Linked DNA regions of Astyanax mexicanus: region 1 is linked to region 2. Evidence: chromatin contacts called from public Hi-C data. All regions are on one chromosome and are shown on one strand. The core of a region is the stretch at or near the end of the contact, and the rest is flanking DNA. Distances in the headings are between cores, read along the strand shown. Region 1 holds the start of cbx6a (chromobox homolog 6a). Region 2 holds the start of pdcd4b (programmed cell death 4b).

Region 1 (7,136 bases), core at 1,460-3,959, 350 kb before region 2:
CCTCAGATTTGCTTGTTTGACAATATGGAGACAATATGTATATTTTATATATATATATATATATATATATATATATATATATATATATATATATATATATATATATATATTAAATACAATTAATATATCACATAAAATAAATATGCTACTAGATTTGTGATTCGCGTGACCTAGGGGAATCAGATAGCAGAAGGTGGAGGTGCACAAGCTTGCTGCAGTTGTTGATTATGCTACTATTTGTGCATAAGCAACAAGAACAACAACAAAAAAAACTTTAAAAATGAAAAAAGAAGTAATTACATTTTTAGGACTGTTTTGATTGGCTGCTAATAAAGTCAATTCAAAGTTTACACTACTAAATTATGTCAAACTAGAGTTAAAAAATGGAATTTTGTGACTGAAGTCAGATGCAATTTGAAGCTAAAAGTCGATTCTCAACTCATCCTACACAACTCGACTTTCACATTTAATTTTTCAATTTAGATAAATGCTGTAAATAAAAACTTAGTTTATCAGGTTTAGATAAGGGGATTAATGTGGAGGAATAACACTTTTTAACTGTTTACTACGTAATTCCATATGTCATATCCATATCTCTTTAATATTAATCTACAATGTAGAAAATACATTAAATAAAGAAATAAAGGAAAACACTGCATGCGATACTGTCTATATTTTGTGTGGTAAAACCCATGAATCTCACTTCAATCTGATCAGTGTCTCTTTAATTACAACTTAATAACACACTTACTTCAGTGCCCATCCTTTCCACTTAACCAGATACTCGATGTTACTCTGCAACACAGAGAACAGCATAAAATTAATGGTGCAATAAACGATGAACAAAATTAACATTTAAATGTACTTTTTAACACAATATCCAAAGACATAATATACACATTATAAATGTTATTAATATTATTACTTATAAACAATATGAAATTTTTAAAATGGTCCATTTGTCTCATTTTTGCTGATAACTGTCCAAAGTTTTTCTTTAATTTTAAACCATGATCTGTTTAAAAACACTTTTACTTGTATTATTTAGATTTAATCATACAAACGATCAACCAAACCATTTCAGATTCAGTGAGGCCTTCTTTACAAATTTCATATTTTACTGCTTTTAGATCATAGGTGATTGTTATTTTATCATTCATTGGAATAATCCCTTTAAACTGCAACATTCAAACAAAAAAATATCCAATGTTTCTAATTGTGCACAGTTTGGTACATAGAGTAAATAGAGTGCTATTTATTTTATAGTTTTATTTTATGAGGTTTCTTTTATAGGGAGTTTTTCATTTCATCCCTGTCCAATAAAAAACATCTCCAAATATATCTCCAAAACAGTAACTTTATAGGAAAGAGATAAAACCTTCCTAACTTTAAATGAAAGCCAAAGTAAAAATAGTTTTTCAGGCAATTTTGTGGAACTTCTATTGGTCTGTTCATCAATACATTTTGGTGACTGCTAGGTTTTATAGGTTTATGTTTGAGTAAAATGAACAATGTTGTTTTATTCTATAAACTACAGACAACATTTCTCCCAAATCCCAAATAAAAATATTGTCATTTAGAGCATTTATTTACAGAAAATGAGAAAAAGCTGAAATAACAAAACTATGCACAGCTTTCAGACCTCAAATAATGCAAAGAAAACAAGTTCATATTCATAAAGTTTTAAGAGCACCAATATTTGGTGGAATAACCCTGGTTTTTAATCACAGTTTTTTTTTCATGCATCTTGGCATCATGTTCTCCTCCACCAGTCTTACACACTGCTTTTGGATAACTTTATGCTGCTTTACTCCTGGTGCAAAACATTTAAGCAATTTAGTTTGGTTTAATGGCTTGTGATCATCCATATTCCTCTTAATTATATTCCAGAGTTTTTCTTCCCCCTTAACATTTTTAAGGGATCTCTTGTTTTTTGTTCAGAGCTGTATATATAGATATAAATATCCTACAGGCTCAAGACACACAGTGACTCGAATCGTTGCTCTGCATTTGCTTTTTGCAGCATGCAACATTTTGCATTGCACGAGACGAGCGAGTAGGCATGCATGCAATGCACACAAATAACGTTACTGCATATCCTGCATCGTGCAGTAAAAAGCATGCACACGTAACTCTACGGTAATGCAGACATGGCTGCGTGCCCCCCGCCGCCTGCAGTGTGTTTTTATCGGTGCAACAAACAGCGTGCACTATTCTGCACAAGCGAAGCCTCGTGCTTCCTCGCGCCCTCGGGCTTTTTGTCTGCACGGGTAAATATGGAGGGCTTTAGTGGTGGTTTAGCTTAGAGTAGGCCTCCCTCCTCCCCTCCCGCAGCGCGAGCCGCGAGCCCCGGCCCCCGGCCCCCAGACCCTCCGCCCGCCCTCCGTTTACCGCCGCCGCGCGCGCGGTCTCGGCGCCCCGCGAGCATCAAAAAGGCCGCCTTACTTTCCGCACACGGCGCTTCAGGATGGCTTCAGCAGCGAACACGCGCTCCCCCATGCCCGACAGCTCCATCGCTTCTCCGGATCCCGGGCCCTCCGAGCCCGCCCTACTATCGCCTCCCCGCCGCCGCCACAAGCTCCCGCAGCTCCACCGGCCTCCGCGAGCTCCGTCTAGCCGCCCGAGGCTCCGCCCGCGCCGGGAAACGTCTCTGACAGCGGCGGCAGCAGCTAAACAGCCCGGCTGCCGATCACTGACTCGTCTGCGAATCGTTTAAATGAACCGATTCTTCTTCTTCGTAGCGATTCGAACGACTCGATTCGTAGTTTTTTTATCATCTTTTTTATATACATTTTTTTATACAACATAATGAAATAGACACAATATATTAGGTCAAATTCATTAATTCACAAATATATCTAAACATAAACAAACTAAAACCTAAACAAACAAACGGAAAAAATAAAAGTAGGAAAGTATTACCCTAGAAAACATGCAGCTTTTAGGTGTGATGTTACGCTAATTAGCTAATTAGTTGTTGATGCTCATCAAGCTACAGATTGTGTACTAACGGAATAAATTCATGACCATTATTACCCTTTACAAGAGTGGTCGACCAATAAAAACCATGCCAAGAGCAAGGCGCCTACACTCTGCAAGCTCACAAAGGACCCCTGAGTAACTTCTAAACAACTAAAGGCCTCTTTTACATTTGCTATTGTTCATGTTCATAAATCCAATAACAACAGAGCTCTGAACAACAATGGTGCGCATGGCAGGTTTACAGGGAGGAAGCCGCCGTGCTACAAAAGAACATTGCTGCCTGTCTCTAGTTTACTAACGGTCACATGAACGAGCCAGATGGACAGATGAGACCAAAATAGATCTTTTGTTGTTAAGTGTTTGGAGAAAGGGAAAACCTGCATTCCAGCAAAAACCTTATCCCATCTGTAACACTTGGTGGTGGTAGCATTATGATTTGGATCTATTTGGGCCAGGACCGCTTGCCAACATTAATGGGACAATGAAATCTGAATTATACCAACAAATTCTAAAGAAAAATGTTAGATAATTTGTCCTTAGGCTGAATCTGATTAGAACGTGGGTCATGCAGCAAGACAACGACCCTAAGCACACAAATGGTTTTACTAAAGAATAGTTAAAGAAGAAGTTAATGTTTTGGAAATAAAGGTCATTACCATAAATAACAAAAAATAATCTATCTATCTATTATTTTGGTTAAAATATAGGAATAAAAGTTCAAAATAATTTTGTTTCATTACATACTTTGAGTCACTAAATACTTTATTGTAACACTCCTTTTTGAATTCTTTCACATTTGCTATTTAGTGTTTATGTGCATATTATAAGCTATCTCATCCTGATTTTTTTTCACTATTTAAACTAATAAAAGTATTCAAATATATAATGGTAGAAACATAATAAAACAATATTTTTAAATTCATTTGCACTTTTTTTATTTTCATCAGTGTTTACCTGCGAGTCATTGAATCACTGAGTCGAACGCAACTTTCCGAAGCAGTGAATGAATCGAACCGAGTGAATCGAACTGAATCATCACTCGCCCGGGAGAGAAGAGAGAGGAGTCACGTGGTACAGAGCCATCTCAACCAGACCGCCCCTCACCTCCGTTTCCTAAGCAACGGTGGACGAATTCCAAATACAAATACATCAGTGTATTTAATTACTTCATAATTACAATTATTACACCTAAATAAATAAATAAATAATATACTAAAACTGCGCTTACACTGTGTGTGAGCTGAGTACAGTAAAAACAAAAATAACGTAAAAAAAACAACATTTATTGGAAAATATATGAGAATGAAATTTTTTAACTAGATATTTTTATGTAACACGTATTATATTTGTGTGGAATTATTGTATGTGTAGACATTTCATATTTTTATTTATGTATTTATTTACTTTTTATTTAAAAAGCGATCATGTTCTTGCTTTGACTGAGACCTTTATTTTGTAAATGAATTAAAACAAATGGTAGTGTAAAAAAAATCTTAGAATAACTACTGTTTTAAAACGACAATTAAACAAATTAATACGTAATAATCATAATTTTATCACATTTTTTAAATGCTCATGGCATAATTTTTTGTTGGCTTTAAAAGTATAAATACCATCTTATTTCTCATCCATGATTTCTATAAACAACAGTAATTATCAGACCTGCTCTAGTGACTTTTAAATTTTATTTTTAATCTAATTTTCTGTTTTACCTTTTAGCCTTTTTAGTTATTTTATTTATTTATTTCAGTTTGTCTTTTTATTTATTGTTTTCCTTGGTTTACTTTTGGCCGTTTACCTTTTTATTTTCTACCTTATTTATTTAATCTTTTTATTTTTATTTTATAAATGTTATTATTTTAATAATTTATCTCTTTATTTTATTGCTTTACAGTTTAGCCTGTCTTATCATTTTCTTCTGAATTGTTTTTTTTATTTCATCTTAATCAAATCTAATATTGTTTGCTTGTTTTTCTAATGATTTTACCATTTATTTTGATTGTTTTGTTTGTTATTTTAGCTTTAACCTGATTAAATAATTGATTTCAGTTTTAATTAAAATTTATTTTTCTGTCCCTTTAAGTTGTAAATGCTCGGATGCATTGAAAATAAGGGTTACCCTCAATGTATTGACGAGTAAAACTAAATGTTGATTGATTGATTAATTGGTAAATAAAGAATAATTTTGGCCTTATGCTTAGCTAGCCAGGTAGATGAGGCTCCTTGATGATTCCGCCCTTTGTGGACTGTACGCGCCGCTGATTGGCGAAGCGACGTATACTGGAGCAGCTTCTCGCAAGCTGATTGGGTAACTCAGACGTCAGTCAAACACGAGGGTGGATCTGCTGAAGGGAATCATGGTTGTTGATGTTCCGTCAGAAAGTCAGCGGTGAGGATCAGCGTGTTAAAGCGGAAATAAGGTAAAATTCATAGTAAAGCTCTTTATTTAAGCGTTTATAGAGCATAAAAGGCTGTAGAATATCGGCGGGAAAGGGTTTATTGCATATTTTAGCGCTGTTTAGAGAAATAGAGCAGATGGTTGAGTTCTGTGTTTAGAATGGGCTGAAAGAGAGTCGCGATATTAGTCGTGTTTGCAGGAAAATGCGGCCAAATTCACAGTAAAATAGCGATTTATTTTATTGGACAGTCTTTTGGCTCGTTAAACAACACACATACGTGGGTTTACTCTGTAATGCGTTCGGTTTTAAGGCTTATTTCAGTTTGTCGATGTCTAAAGATAGCTAAAGATAACGCAACGCCAGAACTGATCCATGTGGCGACCCGTAGTTGAAGTTTTTCACTCTGTTTTTGTGGTTAGTTTGTATTTGTGTGTCAGCTTTTTTGGGACAGTGTTTGGTAGCCTAGTTAGTTAGTTAATTTTAAGCATTTTAATCTAGCACTGGTCAATTATTTTTTTTTTACAATCACATTTTTTTATTTTTAAATAATTTATTTTTATTGGATTTTGCATTATTTTCAAAATACAAAATATACAGAGTCTGGGCTAACAGTATAACCTCTGCTCATACAGATGATAAAATAATGTTTGTGTCTCTTAATGTAATAAAAACAAGAACATCATCTTTTCTTTAGTGTCAAATCCAAACACAAAACAGAAAAGTGACATAACATACTAGTATTTATACTTGTAGAGATAAAGATCTGTAAGGAATTTCAGAGTATTTTCAGGGTAATTTTCAGATACAGATACAGATACTGAACAATGAACTAAATTCTGGTAGTGGATCTGATTTTACTCAATCTCTTCATAAGAACCCATTCATTCTGGGCTCACTTCAAGTGGGTATTCTCCTCTCTAGAGATTGTCTGGAATGGCAATTCTAGTTCTCATGCGTGTTTATTTCAATATTTCTTCTTGTAATAAATGTTGGTCAAGTCGTGTCATCTTTATTTAGATAGCACATTTAAAGGCAAATTAAAAATAACACAAAAAAACTAAGCATTAAAGATACAGAAAATAGTGTATAAACACTAGCAAAAAAATCATATGAAACGTTATAAAAGAACCTGATGACAAGACAGTAGACCAGTATAAAGCTCACATCATAATCTGCTCAGGACTCAAATACCTGAGAGAATAGATTTTTCTGATTCCTTTATAAAAAGGTAAGATTAGTCTTATAACTTATTCTTATAAGTTTTGAAGCAGGTACAGAATGCCTGTAGCCCGATCACCTTTAAATTTCGGCTGAGAGCAAGGGATGTTTAAACACAACTGATTAGAGGAGTGTAAATCACGAGGGGTCGAGCGAAAGGTGAAGAAGGTCAGAAATGTGTAATTTGTGACCCTGTGTCACCGATTAGTCGCGTACTGTGAAAGGATTGTGTATTGTGACCCTGGTATTATATAGTAGTTAGTCATTCCTGATCTTTCTCTTCTTCCAGGTCAGAATGCAGTTCCTGGGGCGAATCCTGGACACCGTCTCGTCCGTGTCCAACCTGTTCAGTAACCCGTACCGGGTGCGGGACGTCCAGCTGTCGGAGTATAATGGAAAGGTGCGTCTGAAGCAGGAGGGGAGGATGCTGCTGTACAGGAACACCTCCAGCCAGTCCTGGGACTGCGTTCTGCTCCTGCCTGACAGCGCGTCCACGGCGTTACGGTGAGCTTCTTCTCCAGCGCAGCGACAGAAAAC
Region 2 (7,306 bases), core at 900-3,399:
AGTGTGTTAAAAGAACCATCCTCCTCGATTTAACACCAGATAACATAAAAAATACCTGAAGGATCAGAAATAAAGCAAGAGAATTTGTGACTAAGCTGAGAGCAAGTCATGTGTCACACACACACAGAGAATGAGAATGGAAGGAAGTAACTGATGTATGGCTGCAATTATTAGTCTCAATAAATCAAAATTATCGATTAATTTAGAATTTGCAAAGTACAAATCTCAGTGACTACTAATTGTTCATTTGTAACTGAAGTGCTGGAGAGTTCAATGCAAAGAGAGTTTATTTATTCCAGATGAGTTTGGAGATTTTCTATTGGTCTATTTATCAAGAGATTTTGACAGTGTAAGGCACAGTCTGTGTGCTCAAATTATGACAGACAGAGATTTGCACTAGCCTATAAGAGCTAAACACAAAAATCAACGTACCCACTGGGTTGGAGTTGAGCCAGGCCTCACAGTCAGTTGCCATTATTTGAGCGTGGGTGAGTAATCAGCAGCAGGAGGAGGAGGAGGAACACCACACAACCTGAGAGATTACACAGCATTTATATCAGTAAATAATCAGATTTTTGGCTTCTGCTTAATTTTAGGTTTAACTTCTGAAACCAATACAGATGATCTTGATCAGAGCTGGGAGAAAGAGCTGTCAGTAGTTATACTTGATGATTGGGATGAGGTCTGGGATAAAGCTAGGAAAATCAGTTTCAGTATACCTTATGTTAAAAATAAGTTTGACCCAAAACTCTCTCTCCTTACTGCCCAAATAGTAGGGGGCTATACACAGTGTATCTGGTCATGTTTTAAAATAGAAAAGTATTGATTTCAGTTTTGGGTATTATTTGAAAAATTTGAGTTGATACAGGCCTCAATAGTCTTTCATTCAATTTTAGGTATTCCAAGTATAACACTGAAAAATAAAAATAAGATAAGATTATATAAATATTCTGATTTATTCAGCAAAGAAGAATCTCTTACAGTCTAGGATTAGTGATGAGGTTCCCCCTGTTAAAAATTGGGATAAAATTGTGTATAGAGAGTGTATAGCTATGGAGTTTCTGATTGTATATTATATTCATCAACAGATTTATTTAACCAAATATGATAACTGATCATCTTCAATTTTTCAATAATTGTGATTGTATGCAGATAAATCTTCTATAAGATTATTTTACATATTTTGGATAGTCTGATTTGTATTTATTCTCTTTTTACTGGGATTGTTTATAAGTGTGTGTAACTTCAGTAATGTGGTGGATATCTCTTTTTTAATATTTTATAAATGAGTTTGTTTGTTGCTAGTTTGTCTGTTGATGCAAGTTTAAAATTGAAATAAACATATTACAAATAGCAATCACTTTAGTTAGTGAGTTAGTGTATATTTAAGGTAGGTAAATATTTATTTAGTTTGTTAGGGAGGTAAAGCTGGTTTCTGATTAACATTACCATCATTCCACCTTAAGCAGCGCAGTGGTACTGCAGGGCTGTTTAAGGTGGAATAGGGAAATTCCAGTACGAAGCCAAACAGAGCACAGTTAAATTAAATATCCAGGTTAAAGCAAAAACACATTTATCGCGGGAATTTCAGTGTTATATAGAAATAAAGACCAGCTAGCTAGTGTTAGATTAACGTTATAAAAACAGGATTCATTAATTTACTGCTGCTGTTAGCTCTCACATTAACGTCAATCTACCGTAGGTTATAACTCTATATGAATGAATGTAGGGTAACGTTAGCTATTTTAGCGCTAACTAGGTAAGATTAGAACCTAATAAATTGGGTTTAAGTCTGAACTACAGTCAGAAAATGCAGGAGAACTCAGTATAATCGTGTTAATTTATGGTATAAAACTGAATAAACGCTGCAGTTGAGTTAAAGGGTCAGCCCACAGCCTCCACAACATAAACAAACCCCCGCTGCACCAAAATAAAGCATTTATTCACAGAAATAAACACCCGAGCGCGATTACAGACACACTTTAAGATATAAAAACACACAAAACCCGCAATTAAACAATAAAAAGCGGAATAAATCACTTACAGTCTCCGGCCTGTTCGCTTTTTAAGTTATAACGCAGATCTGTGTCTCGGCTTTGTTCTCTACCCAGCAACACGGCCGCGTCCAGCTCTCCCTTCTGCTTTCTGATTGGCCCGGTTATTTAAGGTTGGGAGGCGAGCCCTCTGATTGGCCGCATTGTTGGAGGTTGAGCCGCAAATCCACCAATGAGAACACGGCGTGAGAAAATCGTTCTGGTGTTTTCTATGAGGACATGTCCGGGCAGGCCCCGCCCCCTGGCGGTGGAGCTGGGTACTGAATGGGCCCTTTTCACAGAGCTTGATGACGTGTTTCCGGTTTGGTTTAGCAGGGTAAACACAGCGGCGCTAGAATGGAGTTCACTGCTGTCTCTGCACAAACTTCTATTGATTTCTTTCTCCGACATCTCACTGATTATAGATGAGGTATCAGTAGCGAAAATATCGAAGGTTGAAAAGGATTACAAGCTTTTTGTCGAGGAATACATCTTTAATTTTGAGGGTAAGTAGTTATTTTTATACAAGTTAGCGAGGCTTCCAATTCAGTTAGGTTAGCTACCGCTAACTAGCGAGCTTGCTAACTTAGATAGACAACAGTACGTCAAGTAATGCTAAGTAGCTGTTTAGTTAATGTTTTCTTTTCTGTTTTAACCATTACTGTAGCTACTGCCCAGGATCTGATGTGCTTATTTAAGGCTTTGAGTTGGATAGAAGACAGAACTGTTTTTCCCTTGTATATACAGTTTCAAACACAGTGCAGGTGGTTTAGGAAAGTTAATCGACAGGGAGAAAAAAAATATATTAAACCACATTTAACCCTAGTTATCTTGTACGTAGGTGAAACAGTTCAGGTAAGCCTAAGATGATTCTATGTGTTGCTAGCTTCCCACTAGGTAGGTTAAGCCAGTGGCCAAAGTTAGTCGTCTGTAGTGAAGCAGATATACCAACCACTTAGAATGTAGAATGTGAAGGTCAAGTGTTAATTTGTCCATCATATTAAATTTTTGCTTGGTTTTTAGGAGGTTAACTTATTCAGGTAGATTGTTTAGGGTCAGCCAAGAGGTTAAAGATGTAGTAGTAATTGTGAATGGCTTAAATATAGATATGAACATTTGGTGCTTTTTGTACCGTTTAAAAAATGTTTCTCAGAGCTGACAGTATGTCTGTGCTTTGCATTACAGGTGACTTCATACCACCCAGATCCTGTGGAGGTAATAAAGACATCGTGCAAGTGTTGCGGGGAAGGCCTTTTCCAATCATACTATTGCTCTGCTTTATCAGATTGCCCATTAAAGCACCATGGGCTTTAAAACAGTCTCTCTCCCAGCAGCATGTTCTGTTATAGTTTGTTTTTTGTGGAAATATGGAATTTTCTAAATAAACTTGTATTCTTTGCTTGAATTGTCTTTTTATGTAGCGCAGAGCCAGCAACAAGCAAGAAAACATTTCAGTTCATTGACATTTTGTTTACTGAATCAATCTATTTGTATTGGGTGTCATGGAACTATTTTACATTTTAATTAACTTTAAAAATCAGGATATTTTGGGTAAACATAACATTTTGGTTGTGCTTCAAAAAATGCATAATTTCTGACAACTAGCTATATTGTTTAAACTGTATATTTAGAATATTGTATTTCCTGCAATGGTATGCCTAGTGAATACAGTCGTAACCAAATCATCTATGACTTTGTCTACAGATAAAACAAATACAAAGCACCTGGGACAAGAGGATTAAAATGTATTTCATTTATTATATTTATAAAACACTCAAATTTAAAAAATCTAAAAATACAAAAAACAAATGAAGCTCACATGGTAAGTTAAAGCTAAAATATTTAGACAGAATTTTGTACTGAGTCAAGGAAAATTGTGTGGAAAAAGTGGAACTCTTCTTTAGTTGAGCAGAAATGGTTAAGCCTAGGTTGGTCTGCAAGCTGTTTTATTTAATTCTCCAGCTCAATCACTTTTTGCTCCAGCTCCCTTATTCGTGCAGCTGCAGCGTCCACTTTGCCTGCAACAAAAGGGGGGAAAAAATACATTAGCTTAGTTTTATATTGACAGATAATCTGACAAAATTTAAGTCAAACTCTGAATTGACCTATATTGTACACCAATTACTAATTAGGTAAACTGGTATATTTTACTGTGCTATGTTTAGCTAACAAATACTGGTATTCTTTGGTATAATACATAAACCATACTTGTGCTTGGAAAGTTTTTAAACAACAAATGATATCTCGGACACAAGTCAGTAATTCAGGTAAACATGCCAAATTGACCCTTTATTTAGGTAAATATTGAATATTTAGCCTTTATTTAGGCAAGTTAGACTTCAAATAAGTATTTCAATTTTAAACTTTATTCAGGTACGAATTGTAGGTGTAGACTTTATTCAGGTAAGTATTGCATATTAAGACTTTATTTAAATAAGTATAGCATATTTAGACTTTATTCAGGTATTAATTGTAAGTTTAAACTTTATTCAAGTAAATATTGCATATTAAGACTTAATCCAAATAATTATATCTTATTAAGACTTTATTCAGTTATGAATTGTAAGTTTATACGGTTATTCAGTATATATTGTATCTCCAATGTTATTTTGGTAGGTATCCTGTCTTGAGACTATTACTCAGGTAATTATTAATTATTCAAATGGATATTTAGGTAGCTGGCTTGTGTATTTATTGTGTAAATGGATATAAGAGTTGTAAAATTACTCACCAGGAGACGGTGGACGGCAGTAATCGTGCTTGGCTCGGTTAGCATAGCTTCAGGTCCTCCTCGTCTCTCTGTCCCATGGCAGCTTCAGTGTTCAAACCGAGACGAGTACTTGCCCTCTCGTAGGGTGTCAGGCGGTTTTCATATCGACTCCCAAAATTATTCCAGGCGAATCGTGGTGAAACTGATTCCTGGCTCTGTTCCCTCCCGCTTTGACATATAGCTCATCCGGCCTGAAGTGCTGGCTACACGCATATGTACTGCCGCGCAGAACCGTAAATGTGGCATTTTCCTCTCTCCTAATTGCTCTTATCTATTTACCGCGTAAACGTGTGACATTTGGAAAGTCGTGGAAACTCAGGTTTGGTTGTTTGCGTTTGCTATTTGAGCAGAAAGGCTCGCTGCAGTAGCATTTCCTATGCTGCTCCATTTCGTCTATACGTTCTACACGCGTTGTTTACCCTGCTATTTTTTACTTCCGCATTCCAAACCCGGAAATGTGAAAAGGGCCCATCACAGAGGAGCAGCGTTACGTAACCGCTGCTGTGAACGAGTCCTTCATGAATCAATGAACCAATGAATCAATGAACCGATTCAACTGAACCAAACTTTTTTTGTTTATATTATAAATTATAAAAAGATTCACAGTACAATAATTATTCCACCAAATATTGATTTCTGGACTCTTAAAACTTTATGAATATGAACTTGTTTTCTTTGTATTATTTGAGGTCTGAAAGCTCTGCATCTTTTTTGTAATTTTAGCCATTTCTCATTTCAATAATAGTTGAAAATAACAATTTCCAATATCAACTTATGCATTTGCCCACTGTCAGAAAGCCTTCGCATCATTTCTTTAAACTTAATTTTCAAGATTTTATTTTAATTTGATGCTGCTGCATCCTGTGGTGTTTATAATTATTATTAAAACATTAAGACATTACCCCAAATATTAATGATGTTTGTACATACAATATTGTGTATAGACCTTATTCAAATCAACTTTTCTTCAACAATTTAAATATCATTAATATGGTTGTATTTGTCTTTTTTCACACACTGAAACAGAAAAAAGCTCAGGTTTCTCAAAACTGTTTATTGAAATATTTGCATTAAAACATCCCACAAAATATTTAAAGAAACTTCACAGATCTCAAAAGTGGGACAGCGATATTATTATTAATATACAAAAAAACACATTCTGCTGCTGTAATCTACTGCAATAACACACACTTCACATTTGTTTTTACAGGAGTTCATTTTAAATATCATAAATAACTCACATGGTCCAGTTCAAGTTTTGCTACTGTCTGAGCGTTATACACAGCATAGATTAATAAACACGCTTTTCCAGATATTAATTTAAGGCCTGGTCTGTCTGATGGACAGATTTATGCAGAACTGATGATTCTTGTTTCTTTATAAAAGTTGCACATTTAAAAAGCAGCTCTGTAAAAACATGGGAAATATTATCTTGACTTTACTGAGTTTATTTCTCCTCACCTGAGCAAAAAATATACAGATTGTATAAAAGGCACTTCATAATCAGAAAAATTGCGTCTTTATCCAGTTTCTGAGAACGTCCAGTGTACATCACATTAAAAAATAACCAAACTTAAATTCACATTCCTGTGAATCCAGCAGAACAAAAGCTACAAAAGGCAATAGAGACATATTTTATTAGTTAAAGGTCTTTTCTGAAGGCATGCTGGTGAATCTGAATATAGAAGTTGCACAGTAAAATAGATCAGTACTTTAGTTATTTAGTTCTTGTTGGATGCACTATGTTTTTCTTAGCTGAGCACATTTGGTAAGTGCTTATTATTGTCTTTTTTTAAATGTTGAGCTTTTTTTGGATCACATTCAATAAATGTAGAGAAAATCAGTATACAATGTATAGGAAGCCCATTCATTGCTTTTCTGAGGTAACAGGATAATTTTTAAAAAGATAATAATACTATATAGTATATCATAGGAAATTCCTATTTGTGTTTCCAGTACTGTACTCTTTTCCATAACTGTCATCGTTATTTTATTTTAATTGTGTAAATATTGTAAGATTTCACATCTTAAGCTACTCCAGTTGAGCAACTGTCTAAGTATCTAAATTTAATGTGTATTGGTGCCGCAGCCATCAGTGAGATGAGGGTCATGAAGTCATGACATCTGACCCCATTTCTCTGGATCTACATTAGTTAAGTCATTATCATGGGAAAACCTTAGTACAATTCCGTACAATAGACTCCATTGAACCTCATACAAATGATATTAATTAAAATTCCAGCTTTTAGCATTATCCAACCAAAAGCCTCTTCACGTTTTCTGTTTATCAGTCATGTCCTTTAAACGAACACAGAGACTTTATAGAGAATTAATAGAGAATTTATAATAATTACACAATCTGTGCTGAACTGAATAATCACATATGTATTCTCATTCACAGTTATACGATACCAGGCTGCAGATCACAGTCGGACCCCTGATAAAGTGACAGTCTGACCTGTTTTAAAGGCACAGTTTGGTTCAGATCCGCTGTGTAAAACCT

What was found. A called contact is a pair of places that touch in the nucleus more often than the background predicts.
Region 1: a Hi-C map of muscle shows a contact between it and region 2, with 15 times the contacts expected there. The contact joins the promoter of cbx6a here to the promoter of pdcd4b in region 2. A contact is called at or near these places in 2 of 3 Hi-C or Micro-C datasets (blood and muscle).

Annotation. Positions count from the first base shown.
Region 1 is chr23:22,525,733-22,532,868 of AstMex3_surface, reverse strand. cbx6a (chromobox homolog 6a) reads right to left here and starts at 2,709. Exons shown (of 5, transcript XM_007257616.4): 1 at 2,446-2,709; 2 at 752-795. The coding sequence starts at 2,514. It overlaps pla2g6 (phospholipase A2, group VI (cytosolic, calcium-independent)), which reads left to right and starts at 5,296. Exons shown (of 17, transcript XM_022665410.2): 1 at 5,296-5,402; 2 at 6,889-7,103. The coding sequence starts at 6,895.
Region 2 is chr23:22,175,500-22,182,805 of AstMex3_surface, reverse strand. It overlaps pdcd4b (programmed cell death 4b), which reads right to left and starts at 2,149. Exons shown (of 12, transcript XM_007257606.3): 1 at 2,045-2,149; 2 at 433-532. The coding sequence starts at 475. LOC111193166 (a long non-coding RNA gene) reads left to right here and starts at 2,323. Exons shown (of 2, transcript XR_002650295.2): 1 at 2,323-2,539; 2 at 3,219-3,432. It overlaps rbm20 (RNA binding motif protein 20), which reads right to left. Exons shown (of 15, transcript XM_049471100.1): 15 at 5,838-7,306. LOC111193164 (a long non-coding RNA gene) reads right to left here and starts at 5,273. Exons shown (of 2, transcript XR_002650294.2): 1 at 4,765-5,273; 2 at 3,772-4,051.